Regions from separate parts of the Mus musculus genome. Here region 1 is linked to region 2. A link is a contact called in public Hi-C data. All regions are on one chromosome and are shown on one strand. The core of a region is the stretch at or near the end of the contact, and the rest is flanking DNA. Distances in the headings are between cores, read along the strand shown. Region 1 overlaps Tpk1 (thiamine pyrophosphokinase). Region 2 overlaps Tpk1 (thiamine pyrophosphokinase).

The links. Hi-C and Micro-C count contacts between places; a contact is called where the count stands out from the background.
Region 1: a contact with region 2 is called in a Hi-C map of CD8 T cells, with 2.1 times the contacts expected there. The contact joins two enhancer-like sites. A contact is called at or near these places in 13 of 484 Hi-C or Micro-C datasets (CD8 T cells, the F1.1 cell line, the HL-1 cell line and 6 more).

The regions. Positions count from the first base shown.
Region 1 is chr6:43,418,222-43,422,041 of GRCm38.p6, reverse strand. The region is part of intron 8 of Tpk1 (thiamine pyrophosphokinase); the gene reads left to right. It overlaps Gm38800 (a long non-coding RNA gene), which reads right to left. Exons shown (of 5, transcript XR_003956426.1): 4 at 3,545-3,697; 5 at 1,617-2,124. Among named protein-coding and RNA genes, the nearest start is that of Gm38800, 8.0 kb to the right of the region's middle. Within about 2 kb of position 1,476, at least 12 of the 459 cell types and tissues checked have an H3K27ac peak or open chromatin away from gene starts, as enhancers often do. A contact at or near this core is called in CD8 T cells, where this site is marked.
Region 2 is chr6:43,352,244-43,356,095 of GRCm38.p6, reverse strand. The region is part of intron 8 of Tpk1 (thiamine pyrophosphokinase); the gene reads left to right. Among named protein-coding and RNA genes, the nearest start is that of Gm35113, 26 kb to the left of the region's middle. Within about 2 kb of position 2,490, at least 25 of the 459 cell types and tissues checked have an H3K27ac peak or open chromatin away from gene starts, as enhancers often do. A contact at or near this core is called in CD8 T cells, where this site is marked.

The DNA.
Region 1 (3,820 bases), core at 227-2,726, 67 kb before region 2:
CATCCTCCAGCTCTCACAGCATTATGCACATTCCTGACTTTGAAGAATAATGCTTTCTTGGAAGGATATAATGTTTGATCTTGCCTAAATACAATATGCCATTATTCATTTGTGTGGTAACAGGTTGCTTCAAGTTTTAAAATAATTGTTGTCTCTACATATTTATGATAATAAATGAAAAATGCATGATGGGATAGGCACATTTGTAATGCAGAGAAATGCAAATCAAAACCACTTTGAGATTTCCTATTACACCTATCAGAATGCCCAAAACCACTAAAACAAATGACAGCTCATGCTGGCAAAGATATAGTAAAAGAAAAACTCATTCATGGCTGGTGGAACTGCAGACTTGTACAGACTCCATGGAAATCAGTCTGGCCATTCTTCAGGATGCTGGGATTCGATCTACCTCGAGGTCTGCCTATATTATTCCTGGGCCTATATCCAAAGGATTCTTAATCCCACCACAAAAACACTTGTTCAATCATGTTCCTTGCTGCTGTCTCCATAATATCCAGAAATTGGAAGCAGCATAGATTTCTGTCAGAAGATGAATGGGTAAAGAAAATGTGGCACATTTACACAATACAGTTTTACTCAACTGCTAAAGAAAAAATAAAATCATGACATTTGTAGGCACATGTATTGACTTAGGAAAAAAAATCATTTTGAGTAAGGTAACCCATATCCAGAGTGACAAACACAGTTTTATTCCCTTATATGTAGATTTTAGCTGTTAAGTCAGTGATAACCACACTACAATCTGTAGAACCGTAGGTGTTATGTATGGAGTAAGGGACTAGGAGGTGATAGATATCTCCTTAGGAAAGGGAAATAGAGTACATAGTTATGAATGGACAAGGTGGGGACAGGAACAGGAGGATCAAATGTGGAAGGAGAGGGAAGAGGGGAAGAAGGAAGAAGTACACGGAGAAACAGCTAGTGTTAAGGGCCATTTGAAGGGCTGTATGGAAAACTAATACAAGCTTCCTAAAACATATTAGTGTATGAAAGAAATGTAAATAGAATTGCCAAATGACAGAAGAGATGAAGCCCCAACCAGACATTTCTCATCACCAAATGAAGCTTCCAGTGTCAGAAATGGCTATGTCTAATCCAGTTGTTGTCCAAAGGGGCCTCATGGAAACCCCGAACAACCCAGGCTATTGCCAAGGCTATTGGATATTCTCCACAGAATGACAGCTTAAGGAAGCAAGGTCCTCTAAACACGGCAGGACTGACACAGATATAAACTCTCATAGAGTGTGACAGCATGCAAAGAGCCTGCAGGGAATCTGACCCAGATGTGTCCCAGTGCTGAAAGAAACACAGCCCCTCCCCCTCCCAGCCTAGTAGATACTTCCAACTAATAACTACCCACAAAGGAAAAAATCAATTTCCTCAAGGGAGTCTCACTGGGGATACAAACTACTCGTAAAGCCAGTCCCCATGCTCAGCGGTAGATGACTAATACAACGGAGGTTTTTACATTTCTGTTATGACTTCCAGTTTTGTTTTTAGTGACTCCTCTGTGTATGGAACATGTGTGTTGTTGCTACTCTAGTTGGTGGTGTGAACCTCGGAGAAGGGACCTAAAAGTGAGTCAGACTGAATTTCCATGTAGTAGCCAACTTTATTGGGAGCATCAAACAGTATTATCCTCTGCGGGTAAGAAGAGTCAGCTGAGTGAAGTATACAATCACAAGGACAAGCCCCACAGGGCAAAACCGCGCTTTTCCATAGAGGCATCTGCTCCACCTGAAGCAGCACAAAAGCACAGTTCAGCAACAGTTCTGTAGTTTGAGGAAACTGAGGTCATAAGATGCTTGCCTTGTTTTCTTGTAGTTTTATCACTAGCACTCAGATTTCTCATATAACTCCATTCCTGGACTCTGTTATAACTGGATCCATCTACATAGGTATCTTGTGCTTTTTCCTTAGTGCTTTTTCTTCAGTTTGTTTGTCTTGTCATATTATAACTTATTATTATTCCTTAGATACCAGGGTGTTTTCCAAGGAGAGACAGATAGGATGTGGATTCTGATGGGAGGAGAGGTGGCAAGCGATTCAGAGGACTTGGAGGAAGGGAACCATAATCAGAATATATTGTATGAAGAAAATCTATTTTTAATAAAAGAAAGATAAAAAATAAATGTAAATAAAAGATAAATATAATGGATTGTACATGTTAGGTTGAGTCAACGTTAATAAATCAAATAACAGAAATTTTTCACTCCTCAAACTGCTTGTTGCCATGAAATCTTTTAGAAGCTGTTGAAGTAGAGAGAAGCCTCCCTGAATATCCTTGAGTGCCTGAGAAGGCCTGGTCTGGACAACCTGATTCTATAGCACATTGAGCCTATTCTTGATTGTGGTTATTTTGTAGCTTGGGTATTTTGTGTTTTAAATGCTGACTATGGTTCCTACTTAAATAAGTCACACATCTTCTCAGTACAAACAAAATGAGTTATTATTGCATGTTCTATTAGAAGGTGTATTTCAGCAGCCCTGAACAGTGATGTATCTGTTGTTTAACTCTCCTTTGGACTGCTGGTTTTATTTACTAGTTTGGTCATTAATAATAGAAATAAAATACTTTATGTTTTTTATTCTATTTTAACTTTTTAACCTCTTAAAATTATTCAGTAACACAGTATAGTAGTGCTGCCACTTATAATATTTAAAAAATCATAACTTGTTATGATCTTTTATTTAAAAGCAAACAAACAAAAACCTGTGCTAGGACTGTGGAGATAGCTCCTTTAGTAAAGTGCCACACAGGCATGCTTATAACCAGCAGTTTGGGGGAGGTGAGGATAGACAGAGCCTGGAGTTTGTTGTCAAGCCTGTCTAACATAATTGGTAAGTCAGTAAAAAAGGCTGAAAAACAAGACATGATGTTTGCCATGTGCACATACTTGCATACGTACAAATATGCTTATACATATATATATAACCTACATATACCGACAACAATTGCACACAGATATAAACTACACACATTTTTTAAAGAATATTTTTGCCTACCCCAATGTCATAAATATTCACTCCTATGTTGCTATTTATAGGATTTTACCTTCAGGTTCTGAGTATCTACTTTTTATTAATTTTAGAAGTGATATGAGGTAATAATATGAGTACGTGTGTTGGCTCTTATAAAGAAATCAGCTGTGATTCCCCTAGGGATTGTCTGGATTCTATAAACCACGTTGTAGAGGATCACCATCTCATCACTGTCACATCATCTAAGCTGTGAGCACTGCCTGCTTTTCACTTATTCAGCTCGTTAAACATTTTGGGCTACATAAAGATGATATCACTGCATTAGTTAACAGCCCTTTTGTTTCATTAATTCCTAAGTATTGTTCTGGTTTTATGCTGTTGTGACAGAATTATTGTGATTTCATTTCATATGTATCAAATGTGAATCAATTGATTTCATGTTCCATAGCTGTATTAATCAGGGTTCGCTACAATAACAGAGCTTATAGAATGAGTCCCACTATATATCCATATATATGAGAGTTATTAGAGTGCTTACAGGCTGTGGTTCAGCTAATTCAACAATGGCCACCTGTGAAGAGAAGGTCCAAGAATCCAATAGTTGTTCTGTCCTCAAGGGAGAATATCTCAGCTAGTTTCCAGTATACTGTAGAAGTGAACTCTAATACCAATGAAGGGATGGACTTGTTAGCTAGAGAAAGAACAAGCAAAGAGTGAACTTCCTTTTCCATGTCCTTTATATAGGCCTCCAGTTGGTTTAACCCAGATTACAGGTGTGGCTTTTTATCCCAAAGATACAGATTAGAAACTGAAT
Region 2 (3,852 bases), core at 1,241-3,740:
ATATACTCATAATAATCTCAGTTGACATTTGAAAGATGGAAACAAATGTGACTTCAAGGCCTCCTTGTGTGGATGAAATGATGCTATATTACAGACGTTCTGTGCTTTTCCAGAGAAATCAGAGCTATGTGCAGGCATTAACTCATTCGTCTTCACCTTACAGTGTGAGAAATTACAGTGGCAGACATTATAGGCATCTTCTAAGTGGATGCTGAGGTCGCCTGAGGATTTTCCCCACAAAACTCATGGGATATGAGGCTAGTAGAAGGGAAGGTTGGGCTCTCCGTTCTCCAGGGTGGTACCAAGGCCCAGCCTCCCTGCACTGTTCTCCAGGCAGGCACCCTGGGCTGAGAGCCTGGACCTGGACATCACCTCTGCTATATGCTGTCATACTTCTCATATTGGTGTGGAGAGTTTCCAGCTTACCAGTGACCACAGGAAGCTGTGCTGATTCCCAGATGCTGAGCGCAGGACAGCAGTCCTTTTGTTGTCGATCAGTGCTCTCTGTGCACACAATGAAGATTTCCAGGCAGTTTTTGTCAGCTTAACCCAAATAATTAATGCAAAGTGGTCACATTTTATGGACATGGACTATCCTTTTTGTCCTATAAACCCAATAGTCTTTTCTTTATTTCTAAAAAGGAGCTCTAATTATCTCCTTAACTTCTGGAGAGCCTGCCCTGAATAGAATACACTATTGATGTAACATATTGGGGAATATGTTTTAACAAAGAATTATGTTTTTTGCTTATTTTAGGCAGATCTAAGCATTGGAAGGTATTGATCTTGGAAGAGAGATTCAAACTGATATAATTAGTCGTGATTCCAACAAATAGCAGAACTTCTCTGGTGTAATTGTGTTTTGGGATAGCAGGCTGAGTAGAAGTAAGAATTAAAATTAATTAATTAGTGATTGAGCATCTGAAGCCCCAGGCACCCGCCAGGCCTCTTGCAGGGTTGCATGGATGTGTGACGGCTAAGTGCACAGATGAGTGGAGGAGGCTTGCAGCCACTGAGAGGTGAAGGGGAGTGCCTTCCTTGCTTTCATGCATGAAGATTCCTTGTTAGGCTGAAAGGGGCTGAGTGCTGGCCTCAGGAAACCTCCAGTGGTCAGAGTTTGGGGAGATAAGGTTCAGAGGGAACGCCCACTGTGACGATTATCAGAGGCCAGCATAAGGGTAAGTTTCACTTACCATTGTCACAGCGTAGGGGGTTCTTCTGGAAAATGCAGGTTAATATCAAGACCCTTTTACATCAGAGTGTAAGCAAAGGTTGCGCTTGGACAGCTTCAGTGTGCCGACAGCAGGTTCATCCATTGCTTCATCCCAGGCTGTGTGCTTACTCTGCTGGAGCTCCTCTCAGAGGCTGACTCTGGTACTCAACCTCTGTCTGAATCAGACAAATTTTCTTCAATTCAGAATGGCCTTAGTGCAAAGCAGTCAGAAGCTGTGTGGTTGACTTGACTTAGCGTATGCAGACACAGGCGAAAAGAGGGCAGTGCTTCCATGCTAGCCCATGGCCTTGCTACCTCCAGTCTCCTGAGGACCAGTACATCTTCCCACATTCGCACTGCCCCCAAAGTATACATCGATAGGACAGAGGTACTCAGACCGTATGAATACATGTGTCCAATTGCTTTTTTTCAAGTGTTTTAAATATTAGACCTACTTTAAAAAAATGATGTGTTTTCTTTAATTGACATGACTGTTTGCTTTGCTGAACCAGAGAAGTCTCTCCACTAGTTAGGGGGTTCATGACATGATTTTGAAGTGTCCTGGCAGCTAATTTCTTCACCAACCACAATTAGTACTTATCTGTTTCATTATTCATTTTTTGATTCAGGTCAAGCATTTTGAAGCAAAAAGTAATACATTGTACTTCATCCCTCCTTAGCACCAGCTCAGGAGGCACGGAGCCACTGTTTGTCCTTTTCTTACTGATGCTGCTTGATCATTGATCATCTGCCTAAGATCTGAAGGTCCCGGGATCTGGCTGTTCCCTTTGTTCTTCTGAAATTGACAACAACACAGGAGTGGCACTTTGATACTGTGATCATCCGCTTGCCAACATCATTTCAGCTGGTGACTTAACACTAATGGTTTCGCCTGACCCAGTTATTACACTGCTTGCTGCAAAATAGTGACTTTCTATCACTCTTCCTTAGAGTTAACATTCTACTGTAAAGAGAATTTCTTCTCTCCTCCTGTTTTTGGAGCTTCTTTATTAAATGTATTGTTATGCATTTCCCTAAACATTCTTTTCTACCTCAAATCGCCCCAGCTACTCTGTCCTTGCGACATGTCTAAACAGGTTTTTGGATCATTTTCTTATTTTTGGAACAGGATGCTTCAGGCTCATTGGGTACTTTTTAATGCCCTGAACTAAGATTCTAAATAGTCAGCATCTAATGCCAAGTGCGTTCTACGGAGGGAACCACATCCTTTTCAACCAGACAAACCACTGTTAACTTAGTCACTGTAGGGTGGAGAATGAGTAATACAGGCTAAGGCAGGACCTGTGAAATCAGTCTGTGTGCATCCAATTTGCAGACTTCCTTGGGGGTGGGGGGGAAGAATCCAAAATTTTCCATAAAAATGGGAGATGTTGACTTACTCAAGGAACAGACAGCTCTAGAGAATGGCTGGCAAGTAGGTAAGAAATAGCCAGGTAATAGAGAGTCCTAACTGCTACGCCAAGATGTGTGGCTAGGTCAAGGGAGGGGTTTTGCTTTTCTTCATTGGATAGCTCTCCCTGTTGCAGTTAGACTCCAGCATCAGGTATTCTTTCCCATAGGGTTGGCTTGATCAGATGTGAGGGAGAGGAGAAGGAATAGACAGTGCCTTAAAAGGAGTACACGTAAAACCATCCAGTGGAAAAAAAGACAGCATTTTCAACAAATGGTACTGGCTCAACTGGTGGTTAGCATGTAGAAGAATTCGAATTGATCCATTCTTAACTCCTTGTACAAAGCTCAAGTCTAAGTAGATCAAGGAACTTCACATAAAACCAGAGACACTGAAACTTACAGAGGAAAAGGTGGGGAAGAGCCTCGAAGATATGGACACAGGGGAAAAATTCCTAAACAGAATACCAGTGGCTTGTGCTGTAAGATCAAGAATTGACAAATGGGACCTCATAAAATTGCAAAGCTTCTGTAAGGCAAAGGGCGCTGTCAATAAGACCAAAAGGCAACCACCAGATTGGGAAAAGATCTATACCAATCCTAAATCCGATGGGGTGGGAGCTAATATCCAATATATATATATATATATATATATATATATATATATATATATATATAGTATTCAAGGAGTTGGACTCCAGAAAACCAAACAACCATATTTTTAAAAATGGGGTACGGAGCTAACCAAAGAATTCTCAATTGAGGAATACTGAATGATTGAGAAGCACCTGAAAAAATGTTCGACATCCTTAATCATCAGGGAAATAAAAATCAAAACAACCCTGAGATTCCACCTCACACCAGTCAGAATGGCTAAGATCAAAAACTCAGGTGACAGCAGATGCTGGCAAGGATGTGGAGAAAGAGGAACACTCCTCCATTGCTGGTGGGACTGCAAGCTTGTACAACCACTCTAGAAATCAGTTTGGCGGTTCCTCAGAAAATTGGATATAGTTATACTGGAAGATCCAGCAATACCACTCCTGGGCATATACCCAGAAGATGCTCCAACATGTAATAAGGACACATGCTCCACTATGTTCATAGCAGCCTTATTTATAATAGCCAGAAGCTGGAAAGAACCCAGATGCCCCTCAACAGAGGAATGGATACAGAAAATGTGGTACATTTACACAATGGAGTACTACTCAGCTATTAAAAACAATGAA